2 separate regions of the Anas platyrhynchos genome follow, and region 2 is linked to region 1. The links are chromatin contacts, called in public Hi-C maps. All regions are on one chromosome and are shown on one strand. Each heading gives the region's core, a stretch centred on a gene start, on an enhancer-like site or on the middle of the called end of the contact. The rest is flanking DNA. Distances are from core to core; before and after follow the strand shown. Region 1 has its middle 73 kb from the start of TFCP2L1. Region 2 holds the start of TFCP2L1 (transcription factor CP2 like 1).

Region 1 (5,234 bases), core at 616-3,115:
CTCCCAACAGATATGACAACTGAGAGAGCAAGAAACCTGACCAACATCATTTTGTGACCTGGGAAATTGTAGCTTTGCATTTTTCCCTATGTGTGCAAGGTGTCTTCCTATAAACATGCCGGTCTGATGAGGACAGTACAAGTTCTCCCCTTCCTTTCCCCCTGCTAGTGTACTTACAGTTTATAAATGCATGTATGCCAGTAGAGTTCAATCTTATGTAAAAGGAACATAAATTAAGTCCAGTTTCACGTACTTCTATAAATATGTAACTGTACCTATGCTAACTGGTAGGACAGGTTAAGACCAAAATAGAATTCTACCCTTTTCCTACTGACATGGTTATATTGGTCCTCATAGCAAATTTGCAGTTGAAGACTGAGAAACCAAGTCTTAACTGATCCCATGTAAAGGATAGTAAGAAAGAATCTAGTTTTAATAGTACCTAGTTAGGAGCAATGTTTCAGAACATGTTGAAAAAAAAAATTAAAAAGCAAGTATGGAAAATGAAACTTTTCCCAAGTGCTGAACAGTTTCCTAGACAGCAGTTCATGAACCCCTGTCCTGGACACAAGGCTCCAGCTGCTGGCTCGCTCACAGTTGCAGAAGCAGCCCTGCAGCAAATTTTGCAACAGGGCAAAATTTGAAGACCAACATTAGCAAAATATGCAATGTAAATATACCAGTCCTTACCTGCTTGGAGTCCTGCTCTTACCCACCCTCATCTGGCAGCAGCCCTCCTCAGAACACGTGCAGGGCTATCTGCTGGAGAATAACTGTCCTACATGTGACATTGACAAAGTTGTGTCAGGGTTAAGAAAGGTCTCTGATTTTATATCTGGCCTAAATTCAGGGTCACAGTTTGTGGGAAGACTTAGGACCAGGCACTTTACACAAATTCTCATATCACCACTAGTGGATGTAGCAGCCAAGAAACCTTGGACACCCAACCCAATTTGGTTGCACATAATCCACCCACAGCTGTAGGAAGCCTGACATGGTGGACATGAAGAGTCCATTAAGCCCATCCTCTCCATGGGTGAAGGTTCAGGTTTATGAGCTATCATGAATGATTTGACTCAAAACCTGGATTTCCTGGACATTTACTCATTTGCAAGCTGATAAAGGAGTTAAGTAGGAGAAATAACTAACCAGGGTGCAGGTCTCTTCTTAAGTCCAAGAGCAACCATCCCTGCTGGGTCCAGCAGGAGAAGCTGTGGACATTTACTGCCTGTCTGCCTGTCCTCAGTCCCTGGCTCAGCACTGGTGCTGCCAGAGTTTACCTGGAGCATGTGGAGCAGTACCCTGCTCCAGTGCAAGACCAGCACACCACTGCCACCAGGCTGGTGGTGCCCAGAGGAGATAGAAGTCCATCCTCGGCCATGAGAGCCGACTTTGCACCAAAGTGGCTGAGGAGTGCCCACAAGTCCAGGCTCTGGTGTGGCAGAGGAGCCCACTCCCAGCAAAGTTGCAGGTCAGATGCACACAGGCAATGCCTAAAACCCCAGACGTCTGCAGGAGCATGGGCTGGAGCTCTGTGGGCTAAGCAATGCATCCTGTTTGTCCCTTAAACTCAAAGCAGAGTTAAAGCTCATCAAGCTTTCCTAGCAGCTGGTTTATATACACAGAACACTGGGTGTTGATGTTTACAAGACCCAGAGCTCATTTCGGCTCTTTCCTATGTACAAAGAACAAAACATTTAGGTACTTTCCATCTAAAATAACTTTGCCCTTGTCTTTTTACCTCAGCCATCCAAGAACAAGGGCTGTGTGAGACCGGGAGAAGGGAAATGCTTAGAAATCCTGCTCGTTCGACTGCTGCTGTTCCTTGCTGACATTTAGCCCAGACAATACGAGCACCACCCTCAGCTACACCCAGCTGGGCTCAGTGACTTCACTGGGAAGCCATGGTGTGCCACGGCTGTAACCAACAGCAGAAACTGTCCAAATACTTCTTTGTGGAGCTCGAGATTGTTTGCTAGACTGAACTACTCTTTGTTCAGTATATTTTGACTGCTATATACGTTGCTTTAACCTTGCTGCACCGTTCCTGGTCCCAGGGATATCAGGATGATAACCAGGACAAGGCAGATGAGCCAGGAACCTGGATTCCCCTCCTGGTGCTGCCCTGGGGACAGCTGTCACCTCTGCTCCTACCTTCTCCTTGAGAAGGAGTGACCTTCACACTGCTTTGTGGGACATGGGGAGTAACGAAAGGAGCAAGGACTTGGACTGCTGCTCTGCTGATGAATCCATGTCATCTCAGTGCTGCAAATCTCCTTGTCTCTGAAATTAACCTGGATAGCTGAAATACTGACTCAAACCAAGACATGATGAATAACAAGACATGGCCCTAAGTGCGGGATGAAGTTGGAAGCAGGGGTCACCTCCCCACCAACCACTTGTAGCCAGGACCAGGCTTAGAGAGCTCAAAGCCAGAGTGAACAAGCCACCAACCCATGCGCCACAGGAAGCAAACCCCATCCACATTGTTAGCCCTGTGACCGCCCAACTCCCCACACTGCCCCAGCCCAAGTGTTTCTCTGAGGAGCCTCGCACCTTGGTGGGGGTTTGGATCACAGTGTGACAACCCAACATGCAGATGCCCAAGTCCCAGCCCTGTTGCCTTTGCCTTGCCCATCACAAGGGCAGGTTCTTTGTGGTGAGAGCCAGCAGCACATCACAGCACGCACTGCCACACACAGAGCACCTCTCAGCCAGCACCTCCAGCCAGCTAAACCAGAGCTCCTTGTGAGTAACAGCCAGTTTCACTTGCTTGGTCACTGAAGCCCTGCTTTCAGTTCTGGCCAGCCCTGTGTACACGGTGCGGTTCGTGCCACAAACAGAAGGCACAGATTAGCCTGCGGTGCACGCCTGAGCGCCAGGCCTCCGCACGCGTTCCAGCCCGCCCGTCCAGCGAGCACCTCCCCTCACAAAATACAGAAATAAAGTTTAAAAAATTAGCAGCCAGAATGTCCCAGTTAATGATTAAGCCGTGACAGTTGCACAACTTCCCCGGGAATGTCTGTTTTGATGGCTGCGGTACGCTGGTGGGCAGGAATGGTAAAAAAAAGTCGGATGGCGAGGAGAGGATGGGGCCTGGGTGTGACAGTGGCAGCAGCAAGGTCTGGCAGGAGACGAGCTGTCCTTCCATGGCAGGGGGCTGGTGTCCCCATTAGCATGTTTTCAGCCCCAGGCTGCAGAGATTTGGGGCGCAGGGCTGCTGGCAGGTGGCCCTGGCAGGGTGGGGGAGCCCTACCATCAGCAGCAGGGGAGCACAGCGTCACTGCGTGCTTTATGCAGCTGGTTCACTTGCAGGCATGGGTCAGTGCAAAGCAAATGCAAACCTCATGCCTCAGTGTCCTTATATATGCGTTTAAAAGCACACAGTACGCTCATAAAAGGGCCGAGTCTCCAGGGCTGACTTACAAGTGCCAGACAAAAATCTGTCAAGATTGATGAGCCTTTTTTTTTATGGCATTCGGCACGTCCGACATTATGCTGGACTTTAAAAAGCTCTGCGGGAACAAGGGCCATTAAACATCTAGAATAAATAGAGTCAGATAGAAGTTCAGACACCCAGCTGTTCGTTTGCATGGGCAAGTCCCATACTTGGAAATGCAGTAATCTTTCAAGTCAAATTCCTGGAAAGATTAGCCTAATGCACAGCTCCCAGATCCCACAGCTCATTAGAAGAGACTCCAGTGCAACACCTTCCGAGAAGTCCATGTGTGCCCTGGCAAGGTGGCTTCTTGCAAGCAGTTGTTGGAGACAAAAATCTGCCTGGCCTGGCTGGCCATTGGGTCATTTGGGCTTCAGAGATGTCACCCAGCCACAGACAGCATCCACCCAGATCTTAGGGTGACCAGGAACAGGGAAACCTAATGCTCCCATTCAGAAATGGATCAATGAATTGATTCATAAAGGTGATGGTCCCTGACTGCCGCTGAAAAGTTGGCTTGAAGCTGGGATGGGGATGGTCCCATGGGCAGCAGTTGGGAAGCACCATTTTCAGGCAGACTCAGACCTGCAAGCCCAAAAACTGACCAATTTTTCTTGTGCTGAAGAAAACACAGGTCCGTGGATGGATATGTGCTGTAAATAACCCATCTCGCACCATACAAACACCTGACTACCTCACAACCCTTCTCCTTCACGTGGCAACTACAGTGCTGGATCTCACCTGTCAGCCAACAGCTCCCGTCAGTGGCAGAGCTGGTCTCTCCGATCCATATGTGTCCACATGTGAATGTTCCTTTCAGGATTTTGCAGAAAACTTGCAAAATGTCCCTTGCATCTTCCTATATATTTATTTGATTTGCTAGGATGAGTGATGCCAGTGAAAGTCTTGGGCTGAGAACTCAGTTTCTGTACGTGGTTGTGCTGCCTGAGGTCTCCTTCCTGCTGCTGTCTCTTGGCACGTGGATCACAGAGGGCTGATCTGGTCTATCTGGTAGCTTCCCAGCACTCCGGGATGCTCTGGGCTGGTGTGAAGCCTGGCACATCTCCATGCGTACCCAGGAGTGATTTGGTTTCTAGAAAATTGACATTACCATGTACAGGGCTTTCTGAATGGGGACATCCCTACCCCTTGTGAAAGGACACAGAGGATAAGCCACAGTCTTTGGTCACCTCAGGAGTAGGGATGGTGCTGGGGGAGTTGCCAGGATAACTGCGCTTTCCCTGAAGAGCAGAAACAGAGTGCCAAACCTCAACAAGAGTTGCGAGATTTGGGGATTCTCTCTAATTTTTCATTCAGGGAGCAGGTACTGCACCTCAGCCATGCCTTGGCCAGCCATCAGACCCTTCCTGACTGAGACTGCAAAAACACATCATAATTAAAAGCAATCACCATTCTGGTTTCCACATTTCTTCTCCAAATGGCTTCTGCCTCCTCCATATGGAAGCAATACGTGGAAAACCCTATCTTTGCACGCACTGCATGCCTTTATAACCCCACTTCCAACTGTTGTCTGTGCTGGGAGCCCCAGCTAGCCGCCACTGCTGCAGCCTGCAGTACTGCACACCAGCTGCTCCTCTCTGTGGTCACAGGGATGATGTCTGTGCTACCATTGCAAGGTCTGGTAGGTGTTGATGTCCACCACGAGAGCTGATAGCATCTGTTCCATATGCTCTACTGCTGGCTGACTGATCTGGGACAGTGAGTGGCAAGCACCATTTGCATTCAGTAAAATGTTACCTCTTCATCTCAGGAGAGAATGATCAAAACTAGGATT
Region 2 (5,159 bases), core at 196-2,695, 73 kb after region 1:
TGGCAAGTGCTCACTAAAGGTGACACTTGTTGCTGGAGCACCGGCAGGTTACCTGTACACCAGCAGCCTTCCTGCCAGAGCACAAACCCCACAACTGCTAGCATCAAGCAGAAATAACCAGATGTCTTTCCTGGCCAGTTCAAAGGAAGCTGAACTGTGGGCTCAAGCCTGACCCAGACTCGATGATCTTGTAGCACTCGGATGCTACAAACCCATAGTGTTGGATCAACCTGAGCAGCACAAGAGCTATCACAGCAGCTGTAGGCACAAGTTGCAGGGCTGAGGCTTGCCTGCTACTGCTGCTCTCACTGTCCTCACCAGCTTTGCAAGCACAGAGCACAAGACTTCTGCCCCAAGCACACTGTTAAAATATTCACTGGGGTAGAGGAAGGAGGCAAAGCACCCTGGATGAAGAAGCGAGGAAGGCTGCTGGCAAGCAAGAACCTCACGCTACCCTATCATTTGATAACGGCGAGTGATTATTAGGTTGAAAAATTCCTTTGCAAGTACTGATAAGGAGCAGGAATTGTAACGATTGCATGTCGCATTGAAAGAGCAGCCTTATCGGTGTGTGAGGTGCTTCGCCAGACAAGCTGGCCATCTCTCGGGAGCAGCTATTTGGGGTGCCTTTGGAAAGCACAGCTCTTGGGCCACCACAGAGCCTCCACTGCTGCCCATCAGTGCAATGGGGCTCCAGCAGAGCAGCAGCAATCGACACCAGCTGAGAGCCCGGCCTTATACATCCCGAGAAAAATAATTCGTAAGCACCCAGCAGAAAGGAAACTCCCAAAGTTGCCTGCTTTGTTGTCTTCTGGAGGGAGGAAATACGAGTTTGCGCTAACACATGTTGCGGACTATTGTTCGGCGGCCCTTGTGCTTAAATTAGGCACATTTAATTAAACGCGCCTGTGTGGAGGCAGGAAAAAGCTGGTTTAGACAAGTTCAGAAAGTGAAATTAAGAGCTTTTCGCTCCTGGTCCCAACAAGAAGAGGCGGAAAGCCCGTCCTGAGCAAAGCGGGCGCCCTGCGAGCCCTTCTCCAGGCTCCCCCCCGGAGCCCAGCCAAAGCCCCCGGGGCGCAGGGAGCCGGCGGGGGGCTCGGGGCGAAGCTCCCGGCAAGTCGTCCGTGGCGATGTTACCGTGGGAGGGAGACAGGAGCAAGAGGAAGCCCACACCTCCCAGAAAGAGCTTTTTTTTGTTTTTTTTTTCCTGCGGGCAAAGCCGCGCTCACGCCGGGACTCACCGCAGGTAGCTGCCGGTGGAGTGCTGGTTGTAGTGCTCCGGCTGCGTGTGCCAAAACAGCATCTTGGGCGGGGAGGGGGCCCGCTGCTGGCGCTGGGGGAAGGCGGCGAAGGCTGGGGGCCAGCCGGGCTGCCCACCCCGAGACACCCCGGGCACCACTCCCGCCAGCTCCGGCCGCAGCCCCGCCGGCTCCCGGCGCTTTTATGGCCCGGCCCCGGCCGGCGCGGGTTGGCTGCGTTGGGCGCTGGAGGGCGGCCGAGCCCTCCCCCGGCCCGCCCCGCTCCGCTCCGCCTCGCCCGGCCGCAGGTGGCTGAGGGCGGCGGCACCGCCACCGGCAGCGGGAGCGGGAGGAGCGGCGAGGGCGGCCCTGAGGAAGGCGCTGCCCGGCCGGAGAGAGCGGCAGCGGGGGCCCGGGGCAGCCCGCTGAGGGACGGGGGAGAGCTCGCAGCTTTGTCGCGACATGGCGGCTGTCATCCCTGCCCTGTCACAGCGACCGCGGCGATGTCCCTGCTGCCCTGGTTGGCCTCAGTGAGGCCAAGTGTGAAGTTGAGGCCCCTGAAAGTCCCCGTGCTTTGAATTAAGGACAGATGATGGGTTTCACTCCTCACTGCCTCATGCAGTGAGGAGCCTTCACCTCATGTTAACGTGAACTTGCCTTCAGCAGGCAAAGCGCTGGTGCAGGACCAGCCTCATGGCCACAGGACTCATCTCAAGGCCTGAGCCCAAGCTATGTGGCACCACAGCCCCATCTTCCCATACCCATCACGTCCCTCACTCACGGTGCCCGCTCATCGCACTTTCCTGTCCCACCGATCCTTCGATAGCTGGGACAGGGGGAGCCAGAGGGTGGAGGGGGTTTGCTGTTTGGCCATGTCCTATTGTCTATCCGCCAGCAGAAATGGAAAACAAACTCTTAATTACTCCGAGTCATTAAACATCTTCTGATCTGCTTTGTGGAAGGCTTCCTGGTCAAGTTTCAACTGAGAAAAAGGCAGCTGACGCACGTAACTTGCTGCTTGCAGCAATTTGCCAATGTAGCTGTCGGCATATATCATTGTGGACTGCCATGCTTCACAGCCGAGCTAGCAACGTTTCATTGTCAGGTGGAATTTGTATTATCCTGCCATGATTAGAGTATCTATATTGTCACAGCACCCATAGATCATCATTAGGTCCAGCCCCAGAAAGTTAAATGCAGTGCACCTATAGTCATGAGCAACTGATATCCACGCGCATCACAAGCAGAACGAGGTAACCTGAAGGGTAACCAAGCAGCTTCACAGAGGTGCTATGAGTCTTCAAGTATTTAAGAGATATTATTTAAATCTGCCAATCTTTGCCAGTATCACTGAGAAATAGCAGAAATAAACATGCCTTTAAGGTAGTTTCTCTTTCCTCTGCTACTATACAGCTAGACACACACCTGCTTCTTTCAAAGCAAGATGGCTCAAGTTATGTTGTAACTGTCTCATACCCTTAAAAATACTTAGCTCTGCTCACACAACAGCTGTTTGGACCTCAATTGAACAAAGTGCCTAAATTTAGCTCCTGGTCAGAGAAGCAAGACAAAGTTTGTGGAGGTGTCCAAGGACTCTCTAAACAATAAATATTCTTCCACAGTTCTGAGCATTTTGCTGTGCCGACTGGAGAAATATGCAGTCCAATTGAAGAATAAATGACCGTACTGTTCCAAATGAAGGATCCCATCAAGTCTGGCATGTCAATATTTTCTTTGCTCTCTTTCTAGAAAGTAAATGTGTTGGAAGGAAAATGGCATTAAAATGGCTTTGTTTCCTCTCTGGTCTGTGCTGAATGTAGAAAACAAGGTTAGGTCTGCTAATTAATTTCACGAAGTCTCCACCAGCACCCCCATCTTCGAAATCTTCCTGTAAGGACAAATCTGTTGATAAAATTACATCTTTGTTCTTTGTCTACCTCTTCTGAAATAAATCTCAGCCCTCTTCTGGTCTAACTTCTGCTCCTTCTCCAGTGTGGAATTTTGCATCGCAGCATCAGGAACCCTCTCCTTATTTTCAAAATCCACCACATCACACGGCCCAAGTCCTTCTCTGCTACCCTCTGGGGCTCCCTGAATCACCCAGCACCAGCTCTTCCTCTTTCCTTACTACAGCCCCTAAGGAAAGAAATCTCCTTTGCTGCAGCTTTCTCACATGAACCTCCCTTCACTCTCCTGCACACTCCCAGATAAAGTCTTTCTTTCCCTCTAATGTGCTGTCTGCTCTTCATCTCTCCTTTTAGATGCATGTTCAGTTGGCCACAGTAAAATGCTTTGTTCATATGAATAAAAGTGACTGAGTGAATATTTTGTTTGATGTACTTTCTACTTGAGGTAATACTGTGAAGACACTTTGGGGTATTTTTGCATGAAAAAAATATTTTAAAAATAGGTATCTTTTTGTGTGGACATTTGTGCCTGGACACACAATTGCCATGGCTGTTAGTTCAAGCTGACATAAAGATGAACTATGTTTTTAAGTCTGTAAATCCTTTTGATTTAAAACAAACAAACAAACAAACAAACAAACAAAAGCTTCAAGAATTCATATGTGCACTTGCAGTTTAAGATGTTATTGCCCCCCAAATTTTGCTCTGCTACTTTGCTAGTCATTACAGTCCCCATAGCTGAGCACTGAGCAAAAAGCACCTATGCCCTTCATCTGCTTTGCTGGAAAGTCGAGAGACTTAGATAAGTTTCTTGGCACTTTGAGCCAAGCCAGTAGACCTTGTGCTGAATTGACTGAGATACAGCCACATATTCTTCTTTTTCCCTCTAGGAAAAAAATAAAAAATAAATAAGTGTGTGCGTGTGTGTGTGTGGGGGGGGGGGGGGGGGGAGGGCAGAATCCTTTATCCAAGAGCCTAAAGGGAGGTGAGCATGGGAGCATTATAACACCACAGAGATGGTAAGCAAAAGCTCAGATTGGTAAAAGTAATTAGGCCCTTAACTGCCACCAAATTCAAAGGAAACAAAGCATCCAAATACCTTTGTGGATCCTACCACAATTATTTAAATTCCTTCTGAAAAATCCACCATGAGCTCCTACCTCAGGTAAGCAATTTTGTATTCAGAAAGACCAAAATAAACTGAGTTGAAGGATCAAGGTTAAACATTACACTGTCTTGAAGAGCTTCCAAAAGCTTCCATTAGCTTATTATGGCATTAGTCAAGGTTATTCAGGGATTACTCCAACTCTCTCCTTATGCATGGGCCAAACCGTCTGCTTCTGCGTGGGCCCATATGCTCACATATATAAGCTTGTACGTAAAGAGGAAGAGCATTCCCTCTCCGCTCACTGTCCTCAGGATCTCTGTATGACCGACTCTTTGTTTGCCAAATACATCCTTAATAGCTTTGTCCCTGGCAAAGCGCCTGTACAAGCAGAGAAGCTCCCTGCCTGTAGGCAATGCGGTGCAGGTGAGGACAGCTGCAGGACTGCTATGGTGCGAGGCAAAGAGTTAATCCAGGCCAGTGTCTGCCAAGGGAAACCAAAAAGGAAAATGTGGCCCTGTTCTGCTTGCCCACCTCTGAGCCACCATGCCCAGACCTTAGAGCTGGAAGCTGTCTGGATGAACTGCAGGGATCCGCGATGATCTGCAGAGCCTTGGGAAGGCTTTCTGGGTGGCCACCCAAGCACTGAATGTGCTTGAAGGAAAAAGTGGCGTGGTGCCTTTTGTGTTGCGTGTAGTTTAGCTCACAGGTGTCCAGCTTCTGCTCTGGGGATCTTTGAGGGAACTATGCGCTGTATCTAAGTAGGCTCTGCAAGATAACCATGAAAAGCGTCTGGTTTATTTCCTCTACTTTTCCTGGAAAACACTGAAGGCACCAGAATCTAGAAAAGATTGAAAACCCGTAATTCTAATCAGCTTTGATATGTAGTTATTGCAATGAGCAAGCTAG

The links. A called contact is a pair of places that touch in the nucleus more often than the background predicts.
Region 2: a Hi-C map of liver shows a contact between it and region 1, with 2.6 times the contacts expected there. The contact joins the promoter of TFCP2L1 here to the enhancer-like site in region 1. A contact is called at or near these places in 3 of 8 Hi-C or Micro-C datasets (liver, skeletal muscle and subcutaneous adipose tissue).

The regions. Positions count from the first base shown.
Region 1 is chr7:14,443,911-14,449,144 of IASCAAS_PekinDuck_T2T, forward strand. No RefSeq gene overlaps it. Among named protein-coding and RNA genes, the nearest start is that of TFCP2L1, 73 kb to the right of the region's middle. Within about 2 kb of position 1,866, at least 1 of the 8 cell types and tissues checked has an H3K27ac peak or open chromatin away from gene starts, as enhancers often do. A contact at or near this core is called in subcutaneous adipose tissue, where this site is marked.
Region 2 is chr7:14,517,825-14,522,983 of IASCAAS_PekinDuck_T2T, forward strand. It overlaps TFCP2L1 (transcription factor CP2 like 1), which reads right to left and starts at 1,446. Exons shown (of 15, transcript XM_005017516.5): 1 at 1,242-1,446. The coding sequence starts at 1,303.